2 separate regions of the Mus musculus genome follow, and region 2 is linked to region 1. A link is a contact called in public HiChIP or PLAC-seq data. All regions are on one chromosome and are shown on one strand. The core of a region is the stretch at or near the end of the contact, and the rest is flanking DNA. Distances in the headings are between cores, read along the strand shown.

What was found. HiChIP or PLAC-seq counts read pairs in DNA pulled down with a chosen protein or histone mark.
Region 2: an H3K27ac HiChIP or PLAC-seq map of embryonic stem cells shows a contact between it and region 1, with 17 read pairs. The contact joins the enhancer-like site here to the promoter of B4galnt2 in region 1. A contact is called at or near these places in 1 of 39 promoter capture datasets (embryonic stem cells), 4 of 115 datasets of contacts at active chromatin or transcription factors (embryonic stem cells and extraembryonic endoderm stem cells) and 3 of 9 other capture datasets (adipose tissue, liver and pancreatic islet).

The regions. Positions count from the first base shown.
Region 1 is chr11:95,911,922-95,916,854 of GRCm38.p6, forward strand. B4galnt2 (beta-1,4-N-acetyl-galactosaminyl transferase 2) reads right to left here and starts at 2,950. Exons shown (of 11, transcript NM_008081.3): 1 at 2,899-2,950. The coding sequence starts at 2,909.
Region 2 is chr11:95,980,710-95,986,036 of GRCm38.p6, forward strand. The region is part of intron 2 of Igf2bp1 (insulin-like growth factor 2 mRNA binding protein 1); the gene reads right to left. Among named protein-coding and RNA genes, the nearest start is that of Mir3063, 20 kb to the left of the region's middle. Within about 2 kb of position 1,977, at least 105 of the 459 cell types and tissues checked have an H3K27ac peak or open chromatin away from gene starts, as enhancers often do. A contact at or near this core is called in embryonic stem cells and extraembryonic endoderm stem cells, where this site is marked.

The DNA of each region.
Region 1 (4,933 bases), core at 1,700-4,199:
TCTATGCTGTACTAAACCTGGTTCAGCATGTGTGGCTGGTACCTCAGGGGGAACGAATGCCTCAGCATGGGCCCGCTGAGGAACCCCTCTCACCTCCACATACCTGGCTCTATTAAACATATTCCTGCCTCCTCCTCCTCCTCCCCCTCCTTTTTCTTCTTCTTCTTCTTAATAAAATGACACTTGCTACCCTGAAGCCATGAATTTGACCCCCTGCAACTAACAAGGCCAATGAAAAGTCGTCCTCTGACTTCCGTGTACATGTCCTGCAGACAGGAGCAGGTCGCAGAAATGTTCCCTTCACTGAAGGTAATGAGAATGCATTTAAAGAAATGTGGTGTTGTTCAAGGTCCAAGGGAGGGGAATGTAACGTTGGAATGAAAGCCTTTGCCCAGGACATCTGTTTCGATGCCGGTCGGTGCCAAATACACCACAGTTACCATTTCTCCAAGAAGTTGGGACTTTTGTGTTTCCAGAACCTAGTAAGATACCCAGCACTTATACAGAGAAACCCTGTCTCGAAAAAACAAAACAAAACAAACAAACAAACAAAAAAACCCCAACAACAACAACAACAAAAAGATACCCAGCACTTATACAGAGACCCTGTCTCGAAACCCCCCCCAAAACCCAACAACAACAACAACAAAAAAGATACCCAGCACTTATACAGAGAAACCCTGTCTCAAAAAAAAAAAAAAAAAAAAAACAACAACAACAACAACAAAAAAAGATACCCAGCACTTATATAGAGAAACCCTGTCTCGAAACCCCCCCTAAAACAAAAAACAAAACAAAACAAAAAAAGCTAACAACAACAAAAAAGATACCCAGCACATAGTAGGGACTATCCAGTAGCTAGCTCTTTTTTTTTAAGTGAGTGTGTGAAAATGAGAAAGGGGGTGGGGGGTGGGGGGAGGAGAGAGAGAAAGTTCTTCAACACTGGTTAAATAAAATTCTAGTAAACAATTGCTACAATCCAATCAGCTCCTTCCAGCATGGTTCTCAGACAACCTTCTCCCTCCATTTCCCCCACTGTAAAGTGGAGATACGTGCAGTATATTCTTCATAGGAACTGTTAGGAGAGCTGCTGGGAGAATCCAGAACACAGCCGCTCCACCCTGAATCAGTGCTGCATAGGAATGAGTGCATCTCTCCATCCTGGCCCCCCTCTTCCTTCATCAGGCTTTTCAGTCCACTTTACAGAGACATAATCCTGGAGCCCTCTCCTAGGTGCTCCTGGCGTATAAAATGAATTGAACGTTTTTTTCCACCTTTGGAGCCAAGGTCTCATGTAGCCCAGGCTGGCTTCAAACTCACAATGTAGCAAAAGATGACCTTGAAGAGTGGACAGACATGAGCCATCACACTGGCTTTTGAAATGAGTGGAATAATTAATATATAGTCAGTTTTGTTTAGAGGACACTAATCTCTTCTTGGGTTTTTGTTTTATTTGGGGAAGTGTTTGGCTTTGTTTGTTTGTTTGGTTGGTTTTGTGTGGGTTTTGTTTGTTTATTTGTTTGTTTGTTTTTGAGGGAAACTGTCCCATTTCAGAAATAGAAAGTCAGAAGTTGGAAGAGATGTTTCCCCAAGGCCACACTGGCCAGCACTGTATAGTCAAAACAGGAAAATAGCAGACTTCAGAGATGAAAATCGTAGATCTAAGGGTACAATTCTAGCTCTTTATAAGTGAAGGAAAAACAAAGTCTGGCCCAAAATGTGCCAGCCTTGTGTTCATTAGCATCATTCAAGTTGACTGAGTCTATGAAACAGAAGTCCCAGCTCCTATCTCCTCCCACATGCAGGAAGCAGGAAGCTAGAAAGAATATTGAAGGACTCTGGGATTCCTGAAGCCCTTCCTTAGCAATGCACAGCAGACTCCCAATATCTGCCTTCCTCCACTCTCTCCCTAAATCCTTTGTGGAACAAATGTGTGCTTTAAAAACAAACAAACAACCCCCCCCCCCCCAAACCTGGTCCTGGTGCAGAGTCTGCAAACCGTATACCACTGAGGAACTTCCTCAGCCCCTTTGAAAGTTTTGAGATCAGATCGGATGTCCATCTGGCCTCAGAATTGTGGCCCTCTGCCTTCCAGGTAGTTTAGTAGTAGTGACTGGCCTCTGAGTGTCAGGCAAGCACTTCACCATCAGAGCTACATGCCCCTCCCTTTAACTGCATTTGCTTTTGAAAAAAGAGAGAGAAAGAGAGAGAGAGAGAGAGAGAGAGAGAGAGAGAGAGAGAGAGAGAGAGAGAGAGAAACTTTGAGGAGGTGTGTGTAACACACCAAAATGATTTCTAACTCACACAACTCGTTTCTGATCCTTCTGAGTGTTTTGTAAAACTTAATCGAACACGCCTAAGTTCAGCCTCTTCAGCGTTCCACGGTGTTGTGCGGTGCATTGAGGTACAGCTGAGCCTCTTACTCCTGATGCAACCTTCTGAAACCCATTGGCTCTGTGAGGGCTGCTATAAAACTCTCTGGAAAGGACTCAGGGATCCAGGCTCTTACACTTGCCTAAACCCACATCCTACAGCTGGGTACCAGACTCAGTCAGGTAGGCGCCTGATCCCCGTTCAGCGCACCCGGCACCCCCAAGACACGACCCCACGCTCGGACTTGCCCCCCACCCCCTGGAGATCAACCTCCAAGTCGGATTTTCCCATGGGAAAACCGGTTCCGGGTTTGAGCCGGCGCAGCGTCTGAGACGGGAGAGAGGAGCGGGATGTCTAGCCAGGAAGGCACGCACTGTGCCGGGAGATCCTTGTCACCCACGCGAAGACTCCCCGGGCTCCACCAGCCGGCTGCCTGCTGTCTGAGCACTGCTGGCTGCCGCCGTTACACCTGTTCCTCCCCAACTCCGCGTGCCCACGTTCCTCCGGCCCAGGGACACTCACTACCTGGAAGTCATCGCAGCTCGCTCCAGCCACTTCTGCAGACTGCCTACCGCAGGTCTGGACGCGAGCAGGAATGAGCTGCGAGTCCCAGGGACCGCGCCCGCCTACCTCGCACAACCCCCGCCCAGGCGCTGGACCTTGCCTCGCGTCCAGGATGTGTTCCAACGGTTTTGACACTATTTAAGTTGGTCCACTGTGGCTGTGCGGCGCCAGGAGCCTATGTCCCGGTACATGATCCCTCCGGTGACCAACGCCCAGGCTTTTCCTACTAGAAGAGTTACAGTCAGGTTCTAACGCTTTATTTACTTGTATAAACTATAACAGCCCCGACGACAGTTCTGTGGCTTGATTTTCAGGTGAAGAAATCTAGGCAAGTTGGGGATAATCAGACAGTAAGCAGCGTCTCAACCCACTTTGGTGTATTTTATGTCCTTTGGGTTCGGGGCTAAAAATGCAAGCCATCTCTGCTCACCCCCATTTCTTTGGTGGGCAGGTCTTTTAGAGGGAGATAGAGAGGATTCAGGGTTTTACCCAAACTTCAGGATGAACTAGGTGAAGCTGGAGAAAGTACGATCCCGTGCCACCGCTTTCCTCATCCGGGCAAATGGCTTTCCGCTCTATCTGCTCTCGCTCCAGAGCGGTCCTCCGGGCTTCAAGGCGTGTCCTAGCACGGCCTGGATAACCTGGGCGCTCGCTGCAACCTGCAACCCGCAACCCGGCCCCTGCGCTTCTTTCCAAATTAATTCTCTTTCTCAGCCTCCCCGGGTCATCAAGCTTTTCTGTCCACCCTAGAAAGAAACACAGTTTCGTAGTCCACTCCTAGCTCTCCCTATCATCTCGGGCCCTTCTACAGCTCAAATTTCAGTTCCCTCAAATTCAGCCTTTGTCCTTACCTTTCCCCTAACACTCTACCGCAAATTGTCGTGACAGGAAAACAAAGCCGCATCCGTAGCCCAATCTCTCTTACAATGACCTATCGGACCACATAATGCCTTTTTGCTTGGACGTAGGAAAAAAGCGAATTTCACTCGAAATCGTTCCGCATTTGTGTTTGTGAAACCCTTTTCGAAAGGTGTTGGGGGTGGTTTTCGGGGGGGGGGGGCTCTTCTCCGTTGAGACGAGAATGGGATCCTACTGTTGTTCTGATCCTGCCAAACTGCGTGCATGCGGCTAGTTTCAGGTATGCAGAGGACGGTGTGCAATCGTCTGCTTACACATAGTATACCTTGCCGTGTCCCAGAAAGGAAGTACGGCTAAAAACAAAGTAATCCTAAATATCCAACCGGGTAAGAAAGATATAGTCACTGAGGCAGGAGGATCAGAATCCAGGGTCACCCTTAGTTACACACCAGTTAGATGAATATATAACTCGTAGAATGCAGCGTGGGGGAGGGAGGATCTTTGCCCGCTGTACACCTGACAGGATTGCCATAGAATATACAAGAAACTCAAAAGAAAGAATAAAGCCATTTTTTCCAACTCCATCATAAGTCTGATCTCCCTCTTTTCTTTTCTTTTCTTTTCTTTTCTTTTCTTTCCTTTCCTTTCCTTTTCTTTTCTTTTCTTTCTTTCTTTTTTTTCTTTCTTTTTTTGTTTTTTGTTTTTTGCTTTTTTTTTGAGGTGGGGATGGAAAGGGGGTTGAGAATGAAGTAGAAGCAGAAAAAGAGATAAAGAGAGACAGAGAAAGAGGCGGGGGAGGGGGTAAACACTCGGAGAGAGGGCTGGGGAGAGAGAAGCAGAAGCCAGACGGGCTGGTGGGCGTCAGAGAGCCCCTTTTCTTTTCATGGTGGATATGAATTCAGCTTTCTGGGTAGTGATATGGCGCCTGTCAGGTCAGGACAAGACTATTTGTGGTATTTAGTAGTATGCCAAAGTGGATGCTGACCTGCATGCAGACTTCCTCAGTTTCACAACTGCCTGTGGCTGCTTTTCCCACCCCACTCCCTACCCTAACTGTTCCCAGCCCATGCTGGTCCCTTCCTCACTTTCTCCTTCCCTTAAAACCCTTCCATTTCAGCTGCGTGCTCGCTCTTTCTTT
Region 2 (5,327 bases), core at 727-3,226, 68 kb after region 1:
TTAGGAAAGACTTGGGGTGAATTCTTAAAGTGTAACAATAGATGCATCTATGAATGGCTAAAGTTCTCCAGAGTGATCAACACACAGCGCAGCATCAGGACCACCTTTTTTCTCCCAGGTGACTATACTATACTTACTCCATCCCAGCTTTCAAATGGCTCTGAAAAAACTGATTTCCCTTGAGGAATGCAGGTTCAAGGCTAAGGTCCAGAGTGACCCAGAGAGTCTGCTCACCACCCAAATCAATACCTTAATCTCTGAGCTTAAGACATTTAGATTGACTTGATGGGTTAGTCAATTGTCATTTAGATCTCTGTGTGTCTTTGATCCCGTACAAACCTTTAGTTCAAAGACGAGATCCAGGGCGGAGATCCAGGGCGTTGGAGAGATGGCTCAGCGGTTTAGAGTACTGGGAGCTCTTCTAGAGGAGCAGGATTTAATTGCCACCAGGCCCAGGATGAGTTACAACCTTCTATAATGAGGGGGATCAGATGCCCTCTTCTGGCCCCTACAGGCACTGCATGCACAAGGCACACAGGCATACAGGAAGGCAAAATACCGGTGTAGTGTACCCAAGGTGAGAGAATGCTGAGTCACGTATGCTCAGTGGGCTACCAGAAGAGCTGGCATCAAGCTGTGGGGTGGGGCAAGCAAAAAGGAATGCAAGGCCCTAACAGTGGGTGTGTTGGCCTTAGTTGTCCTAGGCAGTCCCTACCAAAGCAGGGTCTAGTGTAAAATAGAAGGGTCTCTGTGATCCACTGAGTCTGAAATTCTGAGAGCGACAACTCCTTGTTGACAAGCTACAGCAGGGAAAATCTGGGAATGACATAGCTAAAAGAGTGGAGCAGTGGTGTCCCCGGCTCCTTTAGCTATGTCACCCCTGACCCAAACCCAACCTCTTCCTCCTCAAACTCAGCACTCAAGAGGCAGGGGCAGGCAGATCTCTGAGTTCGAGGCCAGCCTGGTTTACACAATGAGTCCCAGGATAGCAAAGGTTATACAGAGAAATCCTATCTTGAAAAAGAAATAATAAAAAGCTAAAGGAAAGGTGGATCTGTTTGAAGGAAAACCTTGGTGGTTTGTGAACTTGACCTAACAAAGTTAGAGTAGATACAGTGAGGATTGGAAACAGTCAGCTGAGTCTGGAGGCTTGAGCCATGATTCCAGGCTAAAGCAGGACTGATGCACGCACAGGCCAGTCTATAGAACAGTAGGCCAGTCGGAAGGTGGCGTTGCAGTGATAGAAGAGGAGGGGAAGACAGACAGACATAACTCCACGAGTACAGCATTTGTCTAGCAGACACAAAGTCCTGCGCTCAAGTCCCAGGACTGCACGGATAGATAAGCCTGTCGACCCTCTGTAATCCCAGCACCCACAGTACTGGCAGGAGAACCACAAAGTCAACACCCGGTCCAGCGGCGTGAGGCGTGCTCTGTGTCAGACACACACGGGAAGCCAACAAGCCCATTGCTGAGTCCTTAGACCCCATTCCACCAGGTACCAGATCCAAGGACTGGCCAAAAGGCAGCTTTGGATCTCCCTGGTAAGGGTTTCTCACAAAACACCTTTGCTAACCAAATAGATACACCGAGTATGTTCAGATGGGTGAAGAATCTGGGAGAAAATGAACAGTGCCCAGCCCCGGACACCTCCCCCCAGGAAGTCCTTCTGGATAGAGGGGAGATGAAGGCAGCCTGCCTAGGAAGAAACAAGGCATACAGCAACCCCAGAACAGGAGCCTAGTTTGAAAGAACCCATTAGTGCAATCCCAGGTCAAAGGCCAAGACTTGCCTGTCCAAACTCTGATTTGGGGCCTTCTATTCAGTATGGCAGGAGCAGGGTGGTAGCAGTGAAATCTAATCTCTGCAAGGATGTTTGTTAATCCATATCCAGAAAGCAATGGCAGGCAGATTGGCTGGAATGTCTGGAATGTTCCAGGAGCGGGAGGGGGAGGAGGGCAGGTCTACCCAACCAATGAAAGAAAGACATCCCAGCAGCCCTCCCTCACCCTCTAGGGCATACACACCCCATCCTGGGAACCCACTCTAGGCTCCTCCCAGACTTCCTTCTCAGCAAAGCCCCCAGCCCTGATTAAAACCCAAGGGGATAGCCTGGAAGAGGACCTTTGTCTTCTAAGCCTGGCTTTCCACTGAGCCTGGTGCTACCTAATTCCTTTCAGGCCCAAACCGCACAGGGCACTGCTGGGACCTGTAACCTAAATTCCCTTGCTTACATTACAACCCCTTTGGATAACTTACTCATCCCACCTATGAGAGGCCCAGAGTTGGCTGCGTTAGGCTGGTGTGCTGAGGGCTTACAGTGGCTCTAAATCTGTGGCTTACAACTCTTTGGGGATCCACAGACCCTACTTACTTACCTACCCTTTCACAGGGGTCGCCTAGGAGCTGATATCAGGACAGAACATTACGGTTCATAACTGTAGCAAAACTAGCTACGAAGTAGCAACAAAAATAATGTTGTGGTTGGAGGTCAGCACAACCTTAGGACCTGTATTAAAGGTCCCAGCGTGAGGAAGGTTGAGCTGGCTTAGAGCTCCTGATGAGTGGGAGCACAACTCACACTTCCCAGGGGTTTCTCCTGGTGGGAGCTAAGTCCAGCAAGCCCCTGACAGTATTCTAAAGGAGACCTGGAGGTAGAGTGGAAGGGGCGGTGACAGTCATTGCTGAATCTAAATAAATGTGTTCACAATGACAGAGAAAGAAAGTCTTCCACTCCTCCATCTCTGCTACATTGACCCTGCTCCAATAAACCCGGGTCTACCAAGGCCAGGCTGAGTAGTGGTTATGTCCTATAGGTAAAAGGGCACCACACCTAAGCACTCTTAGTGCCGGGAGGGCCAAGCCCAGCTCCAGCAAGGAGAGAGAACCAGCTGCCCTGACCCTCTAGCAGCTATAGCGCCGCCAGCAGTGGCCATTAAAGGCAATGGTTAGAACAGCCAAAATGGTTCCTAAGTGCAAACAGCTTTCCCCTGTTCTCTGCTCGCTCTGACCCTCAGAGATCCAGCCTGGAGGGCAGCTCAACAGACTCCTGCTAACCAGGAAATTCACCTGGGGATGTGAGGACACCTGGGGATGTGAGGACAGGGAGGCCAAGCAGGGGAAATATGCCAGGAGAGATTTAAAGAGGCAGAGAGACAAAAGAACAACGCCATACACCCATCACACCGCCATACACCCATCACACCGCCATACACCCATCACATCGTATACACACATGGGGGTGCTTGGGATTAGGAGTATCTCTCCCGGGTCCATTTTATAGAACTGTGTTCATTTTATAGAAATGTGCTACCGGCGGCTTTGTTTGACAGCCCAGGGCCGAGATTAAAATACGCCATGAGTATCCTGTCTGCATTTCATAATCACTGAACGCCAAAGCCAGGAGTAGAACCAAAACTCCATCTACTTTTTTGTTTTGGGTTTCGTTTGCTTTTTGAGACCTGTTTTTTCTGCATAGCCCTAGCTGCCCTATGTAGACCAGGCTTGCCTCGGCCTGGGTGTGCTGGGTGGTGCTGGGATTAAAAGCACGACTCACTATACCCAGCCTGAAGCAGATCTAGTTTTCCAGATGTATAGTTTTACATTTTGTTGAAAGGCCATTTTTCTAGCATACTAGAAACACCAATTAAGATAATATTATCTTCTGTTTTGGTTTTGAAATGAACTTCTATACACTGGAATTACAGGCAAAGATGAGCTACAATGTTCGGTTCTACAGGGTCCTAGGTATCGAGGTCAGGGCTTTGGGATTCTAGCTATACTCCCAGTGCAGTCCGACCCCCATTTTTTTTTCCTGTGAGTTATACTCTGTAGCCCAGACTAGCCTCCAACTCAGAACAATCATCCTGATACTCTACCTGTTCTTTTAAGGATTTAAGATTTAGCCGGGCAATGGGTGGCACACGCCTTTAATCCCAGCACTTGGGAGGCAGAGGTAGGCAGATTTCTGAGTTCAAGGCCAGCCTGGTCTACAAAGTGAGTTCCAGGACAGCCAGGGCTACACAGAGAAACCCTGTCTGGAAAAACCAACACCCACCCACCCCCCAAAAAATGGATATAAGATTTTCAGAGTTCTCTTTTTTAAAAGATTGTTCATTTTACGTGTATAAGCCTGCACACATGTAAGTGCTGAACACGTATGATGAGGTGGTGAGGCTCTGGGGTCTCAGATACCCTGGAACCAGAGTTAAGGGTGGGTGGCTCTAAGCAGCCTTGCGATGCAGATGCTGGGAATGGAACCTGAGTCTTCTTGATGAGCAGTCAGTGGTCTTAACTCCTGAACCAAGCCAACTCTCACAAAGTTCTTATTCTCTGAAAAAGTGCTCCCTTCACCTCCACACCCAGAGCGAAGTGTTGATGGCTAAGTTCCCGGGCTGTGGAGATGGCTCAGTGGTTAAGAGCACTCACTGCTCTTCCAAAGGTCCTGAGTTCAATTCCCAGCAACCACATGATGGCTCACAACCATCTGTAATGAGATCTGACGCCCTCTTCTGGTGTGTCTGAAGACAGCTACAGTGTACTTATAGTAATAAATGAATCTTTGGACTGAAGTGAGCAGGGACTGAGGGAGCGGGGTTGACCAGAGCGAGCAGAGGTCCTAAATTCAACACCCAACAACCACATGAAGGCTCACAACCATCTGTTCAGCTACAGTGTACTCACATACATAAAATAAATAAAATTAAAAAAAAAAAAAACCAAAGTTCCCTTAAACCACAGTGGTAAAAGCTGGATGAGGGTGGTAGTAACATTTTTGAATACAGTCAATCTGCAGAGGATCCAGTCTTAAGCCTAAACTTTCATCTCCTTGGAAAACAAGACTAAATTGGGAACTTCACATCGATCCCACCCCAAAGCCAAGTTTTGCCTCAGCCTGTGGCCTCACTCAAATCAAGACTCTCTGGGGACCATTCCTCAGGAGGGGGTCAGGGGGAGCAGTAGGACTAGAGCATCTCAGGTGTCCACAGACAGAGATCAGCCGGTCTACCTATAGGCAGCTTTCCTTAATAAAGGGATTTCTTTTCTTTTCTTTTCAAGATTTATTTACTTACTTTATGTATGCAAATACACCATCATTCTCTTCAGACACACCAGAATAGGGCGTCAGATCCCATTACAGATGGTTGTGAGCCACCATGTGGTTGCTGGGAATTGAACTCAGGACCCCTGGAAGAACAGTCAGTGCTCTTAACTGCTGAGCCATCTTTCCAGCCCTAATAGAGGGATTTTTTGTAACACGAATTGTCTAAGTAACTGACTCTTAGCTTTTCTTCTTTTTAGGAATATGGTAAGAGCTAAAAACACTC